Linked DNA regions of Arachis hypogaea: region 2 is linked to region 1. Evidence: chromatin contacts called from public Hi-C data. All regions are on one chromosome and are shown on one strand. Each heading gives the region's core, a stretch centred on a gene start, on an enhancer-like site or on the middle of the called end of the contact. The rest is flanking DNA. Distances are from core to core; before and after follow the strand shown. Region 1 has its middle 7.1 kb from the start of LOC140182570. Region 2 overlaps LOC112783908 (meiosis-specific protein ASY1-like).

What was found. A called contact is a pair of places that touch in the nucleus more often than the background predicts.
Region 2: a Hi-C map of leaf shows a contact between it and region 1, with 2.8 times the contacts expected there. The contact joins two enhancer-like sites. A contact is called at or near these places in 2 of 8 Hi-C or Micro-C datasets (both in leaf).

Annotation. Positions count from the first base shown.
Region 1 is chr20:13,532,319-13,535,629 of arahy.Tifrunner.gnm2.J5K5, forward strand. No RefSeq gene overlaps it. Among protein-coding and RNA genes, the nearest start is that of LOC140182570, 7.1 kb to the right of the region's middle. Within about 2 kb of position 2,038, at least 2 of the 3 cell types and tissues checked have open chromatin away from gene starts, as enhancers often do.
Region 2 is chr20:13,637,999-13,640,997 of arahy.Tifrunner.gnm2.J5K5, forward strand. It overlaps LOC112783908 (meiosis-specific protein ASY1-like), which reads right to left. Exons shown (of 22, transcript XM_072230938.1): 2 at 821-877; 3 at 264-360; 4 at 84-152. Among protein-coding and RNA genes, the nearest start is that of LOC112783908, 18 kb to the right of the region's middle. Within about 2 kb of position 1,418, at least 3 of the 3 cell types and tissues checked have open chromatin away from gene starts, as enhancers often do.

The sequences.
Region 1 (3,311 bases), core at 788-3,287:
CAAAACATAGATTATAAAGTGAGCACATGCAACTGGCCCCAAATTAGCATCATAATAAGTCAAACAATGGTTTCCTCATCTTGGTCCCATTTATGATTCGTTACTCTATGACCTCACAAATCCCAAATAATTACCATTGTTTAATGGTTTCAAAACGAATTAAGATTGGAGTATAACAACAATACAGTTCTACCCAATTTTTTTAGACACTCCTCAATTTTAGATATTATATCATAAACTCACACATATTATTTATTATTTTTTTTCGATAGTTCAGTACAGATTCAATAAAAAAAAACAGATTAGCGATAACTTAACATTAACTAATTAATCCCTTTTGATATTACCATAAAAAATTAATTAGTCATTTTAAGTCACCAAAATAACATAATCCAATTTAATTTAGTGTGTTTGAATTGTAGTTTGTCAAACTGGAGTTTTAATAAAAATAATTTTATAGAATTAATTTTGGGTAGAAGTAAGTTTGTGTCAACATAATTTATGTTTGACAACTCTTTACCAAAATTGATTTTGGTAAAATAAATATTGTTTAGATAATATTAGTTAAAATCACTTTTAGATAGATAATTACTTAAAAGGATATGACATTAAATTATAATATTTTTTTTAATACATGTTTAATTTTTTTTATATTTTTTTCTTATATGTTTTTTATATAGTATATTTTTAATACTCTTAGTACTCTTTTTTAGTACGTTATCATTTTTAACTATTATTATTATTTATAGTTAATTTTTTTAATTTTACCTAATGAAATCAATAAATTCTATTATAAAAAGGTAATAATAAATATAATACACAAAAATTATAAATATAAAAATATATAATGTCAAATAAAAAAATTAATAAAAAATATAAATAATAAATAATAAAAAAAGTTTATATAGAGAGAAATAATAAGAATTTTATAAATAATGCAATAACATGTATAAAAGATAAAGTTGGTAAAAGAAAAATAAATGTTGAAAGTAGTGGCTAAAAGCATGTTAGTGCAACGGAGAAGTTAGAAATTATTACTTCTTGTAATGTGGTTTTATGAACAAAATCACTTCTGCATTTGTAGAGAAGAAAATTGCTAAACAAAGAATTGAAGCTTTCAAGAAGTGCTAAAGTATTTTTTTCCTTCAAACGTGGTTACCAAACACACCCTTAATCTATTCAAAATCAGGAAATAAACAGCAAATAAAACACAGAATTATAATTTTTCATAATGATAAACAAAACAATAATTATTTTTTATCTACATGAACCACTTGCTTATTTTATTTGAGGCAATTGATTTCCACTTTTGTTGCTCTTTGAATTCACTTTTCACCCTATATACAATCTCAATGTTATAAAACAAGTGGGATACATATTTAGCTTTGTTATTTAAAATCGTTGATCCCAACTTATCTCCTCTCTTCTTTGTATCCAACTAACTAACTCCTTACAATCTACCACTACTGTTATATCTTCTTCACACATGTCCGCATCTTCAAGAAGGAATTGCACTGCTTCATGTACTCCTATTAAAATTACTTCCCCTCTTGATCTCTTGTGGCATACATCTTCCATGAAACACTTAATATCACTTTCACCATTTGTTATATATATACCTACAACATATTTGTCTAAATCCGATTTATATATGCCATATTATCACCACTCTCACTTTTTCTTTTGTCAGTTATCATTTCTGTTAGAGCTAGTTATTTTTTTTTTATTCTTTCTAACATTCCATTACATTACTAAGCATCTAACTTGCTCCCACCCACTACTCTAAGCCACAATCTTATTCTCAAACACTCTTAGATTCTTATTCTTCCAAATCACTCAAATGATAGCAAAGAAATAAATAAGCCGCATTTTTCTTTTTTTTTCTATGTACTTCATTATTCATACAACTTTCAAATTATGTTTTATTTTATGTTATTACTACCCACCCAACTAATATTTTTCCAATATAATCTCAACCACCATAATTTAGACATATAAGAACAATGCAAGAACAAGTAATTACCTATTTGCCATCACATAACACACACCCATCATCTCCTTGTTGTACAATTCGCCTCTTGACAAAAACGTCTTTAGTGTTTAGTCCTTCTGAAATTATAAACCACACAAACACTCAACTCTTGGGCACCAAACTTCGCCAAACATCATCAAAAATGTGTTTTATTGTCCGCAAACTATATGTTTTTTCCATAACTATGTTAATAAAGGACTTTGTTGTATATCTCCCATCCAACAAATTTTATAATTCTGTTATGAGTTTTTTCTCTCTCAAAGAACTCTTTCTGCCATTGTAAGTTCCAGACCCAAGATGAACCAATCCACACACCACAGCCTTTAATGTAGCTTTCCTTCATATTTGATATAGTGAACAATTTTGGGTATCTATTCGCTAAAGATTTATCACCAATCCACGCATCCTTCCAAGATCTTGTCTTACTGTTATCCCCACACACATCTTTCATCACTCTTTAGCCATCTCTTTGTACACATCCTTCTTTACAATATTCACAATATCTTTCCATGACCCATTAAAACCCTTACAAGCATGCTCACTCATTAAGGAATCAGTTCCAACATCTTAGCGAGACCCAACAACCCTTTTCCACAATAGCTCACTCTCATATAAGAATCTCCTCCTCCATCGAATAACATGATAGCGTTTCTCATTTCGATATCACCAAACCCCAATCTCCCGTGCTCTCTTGATTTTTGTATTGTACTCTACTTTATTGTTAGCATAATTCTTTTTCCTTTTTTACTCCCCCAAAAGAATCTTGATTGCATGAAAATTATCTTCTTTTCAACTTCTTTCAGTATCTTAAAAAGTCTTAAGTAGTACATAGGTAGACTATTTATGAATAATTTGATGATGACTACTCTTCCCGCTTTAGATAGTGGGCTAGCTTTCCAACAACTCAACTTCTTCTCAATCTTATCAAGCAACAGCTTTCATGTGCTAATTCATCGTGGGCTTGCCCTTAAAGGAATTACAAGATAATTAATCGGTAGGCTTCCTATTTTGCAACCCGTTGCTTCTGTCATCCTGTTCATGTCGTGTTCCCCACAATTTACCGAGATGATAAATAACTTATCAAAATTAATCTCCAACCCAAATATCATGTCAAAGCATTTTAGGATTCTCCTCTAATTTTTCAATACCTTTGGTTTTGATGGGCAGAAAAGAATGGTATCATTTATGAATTGAAGGTGCGACAGCGATACACTTCTTTTCCCAACCAACAACCCCTCCACCAAGTGTTGATTCGAAGCTACATCAACAAGCTTATTTA
Region 2 (2,999 bases), core at 168-2,667, 110 kb after region 1:
AAAGTTAAAAATAAACAAATCACGCCTATAATCAATTTAAAATCGCATTCTAGAAGTTTAATTAGGTGATGTCGTAAACGTGCCTTTCTCCATCCAATCGATCAGTCTGCGAGACTCTGCATCCAGTGGCATAAGCTTCTTGATCTTCATCTCTGGAATTTCAAGCAATGTTCCAGATGAGATTCAACAACAAACATTGTAAGATTTGATATAAGAAAAATTAAAACAAAGTGAACACTCAAGACTAGAGAGGTTTTAACTACCTAAAGCTGGAACAGACTTATCATTGAAGTACTTCTCAGGAAACAGGCCTCTGATATAACTGATGTTAAATATCGCAATTCGGAGCAGGTTCCTCGTCTAGCATATGAAATTTCAAATTAGGTAACGAACAAGAAGATCTGATACAATGTATTCATAATACGTTGAGAGAGAGAGAGAGAGAGAGAGAGAGAGAGAGAATACATTTTATCAAACAGAATCAGAGCAACCAGATACTAAAATTAAAGACTGGAAGAAATGGCGTAAGCTAAACATAAATTTCTTACTGAAATGAACTACCGAATTTCTCCATGTAGAACTCAATACCAAAAGAAACAGCATAAACGTGATTTTGAAACTGAAGTTTAATATAGAGAAGAAACATCAAATTCATACAAAGCGAATAAAAGTTATCGAATGAAAATACAGCAGTGATTGAAATAGAGAAAACTCAGAAGTAAGCACAAGAGAATCTCAGATCCATACGTATTTTGCAGGAAAACCTAACAAAAATATAGAAAATATGAAACGTAAATGAAGCTAAATTGCAGCTAAGAACCAGAAGCAGCGAATCCTGCTCGGTGATTTCAGCTTCCTTCACTTTCTGTGCAACCACCTGAAGAAACGAAACTGAAAATCAGAGAGAGAGAGAGAGAGAGGAATACGAAGGAATGAAAGATGTATGCAAACAATTTCAGGTCTCACCATTGTTTCTGCAGTTAGTTGAAATTCGAGAGTAACAGCGAAGAAGAGAGATAAGATGTTTCTGTAGGATTATTATTTGAATGAGAGGAATGTAGCGGGAGTGAATGAAAGCAAAGGAGCATGGTGTTATTTATAGGCTGAATCAGATGCACTACCCAGTACCCAAGTTCGCACCACCGTAACCGTTTCTGTGTTGGAGGTTCAGTCGATGTTGCTAATTTGAAAGATGCTATTGAATTCGGCTGTGTCTCGTCACACGAGTTTAGTGAGTGAGTGAGTTGGCGCCAAAAGCCAGGTAGATAAATTTTGTTTGGGCTCGTATTTTTTTTGGGACTTGGGCTTATTTTTTGGTATAATAGAAATTCAAGCCAACATCGACCAATTGGATATTTAGATCCAAAATATGAACCGCACGGTGTGTTATAGCATCATCTTCTTTGTTGGATTCAACTGAACCCTGAATCAGTTTGAGATGAACCTTCAAATTACCTGGTCGGGTGGGTCGGGGTTCGGGTATGGCTTTGGGTTTAGTCTAAGACAAAAAAAAAAAAAAAACACCTTCAAATTACCTCCACATTACACAGAGATGACTTTTCCACTGGATAAATTTGTCTTTAATATTTCCAAACAAAAGTAATACATAAATACACCACAAAAACTTAAACTAAAAGTCCAAAACCTAGAAAGTTCCAACAATTTATCATTACGACCAGAGACTATTAATTTATCAAGTCATTAACAAAATAAGTAGAAGCCAGTAAATATAATTAAATAATTTTAAATATGTAAAATAAGAGGTAAAATTAATAAAACTTTAAAATAGAAAAAACTATAGAAAAACAAGTATTTTTAGGAGAGAAAGTAAACCAACCTTATAAGTTGTGAATGAAGAGGAAAAATGAGGAGAACGAACCACAAGCATTGACCAGACGCGAACCCAAGTAAATGAAAGAGAGGCATTTCTCCTCACAAATTTTTTGACAAAAAAAAAAACTAATAATTATATATAAATATTAATATTTATCTTTTTGTTATATTATGTTTACTTCTAAAATAAATAAGTAAATCAACTAAAAAATAGTGATAATTAGTTTCATGATACTATCTAATTAGAAATTATTTAGAATATGTCTTAGAATATTAATCGTTCATTTAAGTAAGTGTTAAGAATTCAAATTCTGCTTACAATAATTTATTGGACAACGATAGACTCTTAAATAGAGCTCAGATCAACTACAGATTAATCTTTGATCTGTTATGTTAGCGTATACTGTAAAAATTAATATTATATATATTATCTTATATATTTTTGCTCTGGTTACTAAATTTTTCTGTATCTGTCACTGACAGTAGCTACAAACAAAAAGAGAGAGAAGGTGAAAGAAGAACATGTTTGTTCTTGTTCTCCCAAGTGATTCTTCTCACTTTATCACTTTTTAAATTTTTACATTTTCACTATTGAGTTGCAATGAGTAAACACGCACAATAGTCTACCAAATTCAAATCGCTACCTAATTTAATTCTTAATTTAACCCATTCACCTTTTGAGTGCATTCAGAATATGTAAATTTTTTGTTGTATCATATTCTGATTATTGAGTACTCAAAATATGTGTGTAATGTGAATAGAATCACAGTATCTAAAATATTAACATTACTAATATCAATAAATATTTTCTGCGTTACTAATTTCATTTCAAGGGTAAGACATAAATACACCACAAAAGTTTAAACCAAAAGTCTAAAAATAAAAGGGCCCAACAATCCGGGACTATTAATTCATTAAGGGCTCGTTTGAAAAGCTTCAAAAGTAACTTTTTTGAGTTTTTGACTTATGAAAAGTAGCAGTATTAATGTCTGGTGCAATTTTCAAAACTAAATTGCAGCTTTCTAAGAAGTTATTTAGAAACTTATAGAGAAGTTAAAAAAATGACTTCTTTCATAATATTTTCGCGGTGCGGTTTGGTTCGGTTTTTGATGGAAAAGTCATCCGATCTGATCGTCTAATTAAACTACGGTTCGGTTTGGTTCGGT